Regions from separate parts of the Callithrix jacchus genome. Here region 1 is linked to region 2. Evidence: chromatin contacts called from public Hi-C data. All regions are on one chromosome and are shown on one strand. The core of a region is the stretch at or near the end of the contact, and the rest is flanking DNA. Distances in the headings are between cores, read along the strand shown. Region 1 holds the start of LOC100895811. Region 2 holds the start of GADD45G (growth arrest and DNA damage inducible gamma).

What was found. A called contact is a pair of places that touch in the nucleus more often than the background predicts.
Region 1: a contact with region 2 is called in a Hi-C map of skeletal muscle, with 7 times the contacts expected there. The contact joins the promoter of LOC100895811 here to the promoter of GADD45G in region 2. A contact is called at or near these places in 3 of 3 Hi-C or Micro-C datasets (induced pluripotent stem cells and skeletal muscle).

The regions. Positions count from the first base shown.
Region 1 is chr1:73,950,545-73,954,176 of calJac240_pri, forward strand. LOC100895811 reads left to right here and starts at 2,348. Exons shown (of 8, transcript XM_078345290.1): 1 at 2,348-2,359. The coding sequence starts at 2,348.
Region 2 is chr1:73,441,295-73,445,422 of calJac240_pri, forward strand. GADD45G (growth arrest and DNA damage inducible gamma) reads left to right here and starts at 2,035. Exons shown (of 4, transcript XM_002742712.6): 1 at 2,035-2,197; 2 at 2,465-2,566; 3 at 2,703-2,916; 4 at 3,005-3,592. The coding sequence starts at 2,145. The coding sequence ends at 3,115. It overlaps LOC103791906 (a long non-coding RNA gene), which reads right to left and starts at 2,474. Exons shown (of 3, transcript XR_008480529.2): 1 at 1,578-2,474.

The sequences.
Region 1 (3,632 bases), core at 1,098-3,597, 510 kb after region 2:
TGAATGAGATGTGTGGCATTGTCAGAGAGGCCTTGCTCCTTCCACCATGTGAAGGTGCAGGGAGAAGGCACAGTCCATGAACCAAAAAGTGGGTCCTGAGCAGACACCAAATCTTCGGGTACCTTGATTTTGAACTGCCTAGCTTCCAGAACTGTGTGTGAGAGAGAGAGAGAGAGAGGAGAGAGAGAGAGTGTGTGTGTGTGTGTGTAAGACAGACTCTTGCTCTGTCACCCAGGCTGGAAAGTAGTGGCACCATCTTGGCTCACTGCAACCTCTGCCAGCATCCCTCCTCCCAATCCCTTGACCCAGGTTCATGCAATTCTTGAGCCTCAGCCTCCTGAGTAGCTGGGGCTATAGGCATGTACCACCATGCCTTGCTAATTTTTGTACTTTTAGCAGAGATGAGGTTTCGCCATGATAGCTGGGCTGGTCTCAAACTCCTGGCCTCAAACGATTGGCCCACCTTAGCCTGTAAAGTTGGGATTACAGGCATGAGCCACTCGCCTGGCTGAAATTTTATTTTATTTATTTATTTATTTATTTTGAGACAGAGTTTCGCTCTTGTTACCCAGGCTGGAGTGAAATGGCGCAATCTCGGCTCACTGCAACCGCTGCCTCCTGGGCTCAGGCAATTCTCCTGCCTCAGCCTCCTGAGTAGCTGGGACTACAGGCACGCACCACCATGCCCAGCTAATTTTTTTTTTGTATTTTTAGTAGAGACGGGTTTCACCATGTTGACCTGGATGGTCTCAATCTCTTGACCTTGTGATCCACCCGCCTCGGCCTCCCAAAGTGCTGGGATTACAGGCGTGAGCCACCACACCCGGCCCGAAATTTTATTTTTTACAAGCGCCCAGCTGATGATAGTTTGTTGTAATGGTACAAATGGATTAAGATGATTACCATATGTGGTAAAAAGGATTTTGCAGCTGTGTTTTGGGTAAGGCTCTTGTGATGGGGAGGTAATCCTGATCATGTGGTGGGTATTAACTGAAATCACAAGGGTCCTTATAAGAGGGAGGCAGGCAAGAGCCAGAGAAGATGTGCAGATGGAAGCAGAGATTAGAGTCATGTGAGGTCTGAGTCAAGGAAAGCAGATGACCTCTAAAAACTGAGAAAAGCAAGAACACCGATTTTCATCTATATCTTCCAGAAGTAATCTAGCCTGCCAACACTTTGATTTCAGTCCACTGGAACTAATTTTGAATTTCTGACCTTCAGAAACGCAAAATCCTAAGTCTGCGTTATTTTAAACCATTAAGTTTATGGTAATTTGTTACAATGGCAACAGGAAATGAATACAATTGAGACATCAGCACAGACCATGCACACCAGAATCTCTGGTGCTCTTTCCTCCCTGCTTCTCCCATTAAGAAGCATCTCAGTTTACAATGGTCAAGTCTGAGTTAACACCAAATTCATTTCACGGATGCACAAAAACTTTACTTCTATGATCTCTGCTCCTCCTTCCCACTTTCATGCTGCTGTTGTTACAGATTACATCTCTATACATTGTGTGCCTGTCACTCAAGATTTATAATCTTGCTTTATGTAGTGGTCATTCAAATCAGATAGAGAAAAAGAGAGAAGTGGCTGGGTGCAGTGGCTCATGCCTACAATCCCAGCATTTTTAGAGGCTAAGGCAGGTGAATCACCTGAGGTCAGGAGTTCAAGGCCAGCCAGTCCAACACGGTGAAACCCTATCTCTACCAAAAATACAAAAAGTAGCTGAGCACACTGGTGTGCGCCTGTAATCCCAGCTACTTGGGAGGCTGAGGCAGGAGAATCACTTGAACCCAGGAGGCAGAGGATCACGCCACTGCACTCCAGCCTGGGCAACAGAGCAAGTTTCCATTTTTTTTTTTTTTTTTTTAAAAAAGGAAAAAAAGAAAGAAGTTACAAACAAAAGTACATTTATACTGCTTTTTACTTTTACCTATGCTGTTACATTAACCGGGCCTTTTATTTCTTAGTGTGGACTTGAGTTTCTGTCTAGTTTCCTTCCATTTCAATATGACTTGTTCCCTTTAGCATTTCTTGTGGAGAAGATCAGCTAGCAACAAATCTCTCAGATCAGGTCATCTTTTCTTTTTTAAAATTATAGCATGCCTCAATTTCTCCTTTGAAAAATGGATTTGCTGGATGTAGGTATTATGAGAAGTCAGCCTTTAAGGTTACCGAGGCTCCTTTGTGTGTGAGGAGGTGTGAAACAGCCAGCACCTCTTTATTTCTCACTCCTGATCTTGCCGGTGGGCTGTGGCAGTTCTACTGCAGGCCACAGGTGGGTAGAGCAGAGATCTGATTCTCCTGGATTTCCAGGCTGAAGGTGAAACACTCTCTGGGACGCATGGCTCTGAGCGTAAGAGCACATAGAGTGAGCCCAAAGCAGCATGTGTGTTTGGCTCTTAGCTTGGATAGGTACATCCATATCCACTCACATGCCAGCAAGCCAAAGCAAGTCACCCAGTCCTTTGCTTCTGGAACAAGGATGTACATTCCTCCTGGGCAGGGTTGCAGGTGCAACAAAAGGAATAAATTTTTCCTGAGCTACAATACAATCTCCCACCAAAAGTCATGCAGCCATTTAGTTAACAACTTTTCTTGAATAGTTCGGTTATCATCAGTGATCCAAATATTGATAAACATGACTTAACCTTTGTCAGATGGAGAGACTGGAAAAATGTTCCCCATTCTGTAGGTTGCCTGTTCACTCTGATGACAGTTTCTTTTGCTGTGCAGAAGCTGTTGCTCTTTAGTTTTATTGGACCTGATTTGTCAATGTTTGCTTTTGTTGCAATTGCCTTTGACATTTTTGTCATAAAATCTTTGCCCATGCCTATGTCCTGAATGATATTGCCTAGATTATATGCCCAATTTATTGTTCTTTTCTGACATCCTCAAAACTCCACCTCATTCAATCATGGCTTTGAAACCTGGTTTAATCACCCCTCCTCATATCCACCCTTCAGCCTGAATTCCAGCAACACAGACTCCCAGTGCTTTAATTTGTAGTGTGGTTTTATCCTCTCTTGTTTCCCCACTACCAGGTTCCACTCTGTTCTTTGTCTTCACCTAGAATTCATCAACCTTAGAAATCTTTAGCTCCAACATTAGTATTTTATACTATTTTCTAGAAGCTTCACTAAGCTCCATTTATTCTCAGAAATTCTCTCTAAGGTGAGCTTCATGGGCAGAAAGAAGAATGAGTGAAAGTGGCAGTCTGACAGTAAAAAGGGCTGGAATAAACAGAACAAATCATTATCCTTTTCTGCACCCTTATTTCATTTGTGTGAACAAGTTTGCTTTCTGATTTGTAACCAGAACATCTGGCCAAAGAAAAAACTGCCTGTCATCTTAGCTCCAGAAAGCTGCTGTCATCTTATTGCATCCCAAGTGGCTCCTTTTGCAGGATTCCTGGAAGGATAATGTGAGCTCTGCTGTTTCACTGAAGAGTGACTTCACTGGGCCGGTCCTGTGTCCTTCCCACAAATGTGGTTCCAGATTTCATCCAGCGTAGCTCTTTACTGTGGTGCTGACTGTAATTTGGGTTTACCATTACTCCAGTGGAAGCTAAGAAGTATTTACCCTCTTTTTATTTAGCACTTTAATCAGAGTGTAATGATATCAAAGTC
Region 2 (4,128 bases), core at 785-3,284:
CTAATCAAGGCATGTAGTCATTTTATACACCAAGAAAGAAAGAAAAAAAATTAGCGAAGAAACGTAGCAAAATGCCGCCTGTCCCCGCTCCCCCTTACTCCCGCCCCAACTCGCCGTCCTTACGAGACACCTTCTGGAGTTCAGAAACGCTACAGCAAGCTCTTGCTTTTTAAAATCCTGGAAGCGAGGGGCTTTTGCAGCTCTCCTCCGCGGGGAAGCCGCTGGGAGGCGCAAGAAGCCAGCTTCTCACTTTGGCAAAAGTGCCTGCCCCCAAGCGCAGAATGAAAACTTCCCCGCAAGTTCAGAAGTACTTTGTACATTAACCACCCACCTGAGAAAGCCTGAATGAAAGGAACAAAGCCTCGCCGTTGTTTACTTTCCCATTATCGCCCTAGTCTTGCTGCAGGGCCAGGGTTTCCATCGAATCCGCCCGGCCCGCCATTCTCCCAGCCAGTTTCCCAGGCCTCACCCCAAAAAGGGGAGCAATGAGGTGACCCCTGGAGCGCCCATCCACGTAGCTCAGAAAGGTACAGACACCAAAAGTGCTGCGCTCAGTGGGTGAACCCTCTGAAAGTGCCAGCGTGTATGGTCAAGCGACAGCAACCTCTAGCCTGTTAAACTCTCCCAAGATTTCTTCCAGACTTACTCTATTGCCGGAAAAAAAAGAATTTTTACATATGCGTATTTAAGTAATTAAAGTATTTCAGCACAGCGTAAGACAAACAGGCTCTTACTCCATCAGCACTGGATGGGAATCTCCTTTCGCCCTCTACTCCCCGCAGTTACTTTGGATGCGATTTGCGGCCCTTAATCGGGTTCCTGTTAATGTTGGACAGGGCTCAGTGGGCCTGGCCGGGCAGCTCCGTGTCCGCCCCCCACCCACCGCTCTTCTCCCGCGCCAGGCCAACGGAAGGGTGTGTGTGTTGGGGAGAGGGGAGGAGAAAAGGGGTTTTAGGATCTTTCGAGCTTGCCTGTAGATGGCGCCCCGGGAAAGAGATTCTGGCCGCGGGGTTCCGGCCAGAGGGCGTCCAGCCTTGTAGACCGCGCACCAGCTCCCAGTCCTTCCCAACTAGCGCGACTGCTGGGCACCCGTGCGAGAAACGGGTGGAAGGGAATTACATGTAGCAGGGCCAATACGGGGGCGCGCACTCAGGGACCACGGAGTGGCACGCAGCCTCGACCCCACGCGCCGGGCAGCCCGGCGACCCCCACGCGCGGCGGGGGCCTGCCCGCCCCACCAGGCAGCAGGTGGACAGTGTTGCTATGAAGAGAAAGCCTGGATTGTCCCTACTGCAAACCGCCACACGCCAGACCTCTGCTATTGTGCGCCCTCCATAGAAATGCAAACGAGCGGCGTGCGCCGGCCGCAATCTGCTCGCCCCCGCCCGCCCCCCTCTCCGGCGCCCAGCGGTGCTCGGCCAAGGGCGGGGAGGTGGGGTAGGAGCTTCCAGCGACAACTCAATGTATACATTGAGTGTGCGTGGGAGGCATCGTCGGCGCTCTCCGGACGCTAGTGGTCAGCTGCAAGGGGCTGTGCCCACTGCCTTTTGCAAGCCCCTAACTGGCACTGCTTTTACCTTAATTTCCGGCTCCAATGCAACAGTTTCATAAACTTCAAATTAAAGGAAAGAAACAAATAGAAAGGTAGCAATAAAAATAAATGCCAAAAAAATTCCTTTTGATTCTATAAAGGTGCTTTTCGCAAATTGCAGCAACCTATTAGCAAACAAGGTTTTTGTGGGTTGGTTTTTTTTTTTTTTTTCTTTTTCCTTTTAAGGACTTCAAAAAAAAAAAAAAAAAGGCGAGATGAAATCTGCAGGCTCTAGTCTGCCTGGTAACACCCCAACAAAAGCGGCAGATTTGAGGCATTGTCATCCCCCGCACCCCTCCCCACGTGGCCTTCTGGCACGAGCCGCCGGCCCGCCGCCTCATTTACATCAGAAAGCGGGTGCCGGCCAATAGGCGCACAGCCTCGCGCCAGCTGGCGGCGCAGCACCCTCCAGCCTATATAAGGGCGCGCGGCGTAGCAGGGGCGCAGTCGCTAGTGGTAGATGAGCCGAGCCGAGATCTAACTCACCGTGTGTTCTCCCGTGCCCCCTCCGCGCTCTCCGCTTGTGGATAACTTGCTGCTGGTCGATCGCGCTATGACTCTGGAAGAAGTCCGTGGCCAGGACACAGTTCCGGAAAGCACAGCCAGGTGGGTCTCAGGGCTGGGAGAAAGCGGCTGGTCGGTCGGCGGCCTTCAGGGCCCTCCAGGGTGGGAGTAGGAGCCTGGGGTATCGGCGTAGGAGCCGAGCGCTGGGGTATCGGCGGCAGATCCAGGTTGGAGAGGTTGGGTGCGGGCGCCGAGCCGGGTCTGGAGTGTAGTTGGAGTGCCACGGGTGCGTCCGGGTGCGTCCGGGTGACCGGGGCTGGGGGCTCCTACCCCGACCGGCTCCGGCTCACTGTGCTGGCTCCTCCGCAGGATGCAGGGTGCCGGGAAAGCGCTGCACGAGTTGCTGCTGTCGGCCCAGCGCCAGGGCTGCCTCACTGCCGGCGTCTACGAGTCAGCCAAAGTCCTGAACGTGTAAGTGTAGACACTGCCAAGGCTGGGATACCGGGGCGGGGGTGAATGACTAGGAGACGGGCGGATGGGAGGGGTGGCGGCGGGAGACCTCTGCTCGCGGTTTCTGACCTTGGTCCCCACCTTGCTGCCCTCGCAGGGACCCCGACAATGTGACCTTCTGTGTGCTGGCTGCGGATGAGGAGGACGAGGGCGACATCGCGCTGCAGATCCATTTTACGCTGATCCAGGCGTTCTGCTGCGAGAACGACATCGACATCGTGCGCGTGGGCGATGTGCAGCGGCTGGCGGCTATCGTGGGCGCCGGCGAGGAGGCGGGCGCGCCGGGCGACCTGCACTGCATCCTCATTTCGGTGAGTAGAGTCCCGTCCCGTCCCCGCCCGGGTGTCGTTCCCGCCTCGGCCGGCTGCCAGCCAGGCTGACCCTGCTCTCTCTCCGCAGAACCCCAATGAGGACGCCTGGAAGGACCCCGCTTTGGAGAAGCTCAGCCTGTTTTGCGAGGAGAGCCGCAGCGTTAACGACTGGGTGCCCAGCATCACCCTCCCCGAGTGACGGCCCGGTGGGGACCTTGGTCTGATCGACGTGGTGACGCCCCGGGGCGCCTAGAGCGCGGCTGGCTCTGTGGAGGGGCCCTCGGAGGGTGCCCGAGTGCGGCGTGGAGACTGGCAGGCGGGGGGGGGCGCCTGGAGAGCGAGGAGGTGCGGCCTCCCGAGGAGGGGCCCAGCAGCGGCTGGGCCAGGCTGGCCCGAGCTGAGGACTCTGCAAGTGCATGGAGCGGGCTGCTCGCCCAGGAAGGCCTAGGCTGGGACGTTGGCTGCAGGGCCGGGAAGGACAGACTGGCCGGGCAGGCGTGACTCAGCAGCCTGCGCTCGCAGGAAGGAGCGGCGCCCTGGACTTGGTACAGTTGCAGGAGCGTGAAGGACTTAGCCGACTGCGCTGCTTTTTCAAAAACGGATCCGGGCAATGCTTCGTTTTCTAAAGGATGCTGCTGTTGAAGCTTTGAATTTACAATAAACTCTTTGAAACAAACTTATGCTCTTTATTGAGGGTAGGGGATCTTTGTGTCGGGGGAGGTGGTGAGCAGGGTTTCAGAGGATTGCTGGAACTTCGTGGAACTAATGGCACCTGTTCCGTCTTCCTGTCGGCAAGAATGACAGGCTCGTCGGCGCTGGCAGAGGAAGGGCATGCTGCCCACTGCTAGGGTAGAGCTTGGGCCCAGCTCCTACTTTTCTCCTTTTAGGTAGATTCTAAACTTGCAAAACAGGAGCGTATTTTAGATAAGACATCAGTGCAGCAACTAAAGCCTCGCCTTCCAAAGCGATAACAGTGACCTCTGCCTCCCCTCCCCCTCCCTCGGTCCCCCTCCCCCTCCCTCCCACAGCTGCTTATCTGAACAGCTTGCTGGAGGCCGCAGGCTTTCCTGCACAATGAGCATTGCCTTCTGCAGACCCTGCCCTTTGTGGTCCCTGAGGACGGTGGCAGGCTGCTCCTGCTCTTGGGGACTTTTTCCTGTTAAATGCTCTGACACAAAGCAATGCTACAAAGGTATTAATACCAAATATGAC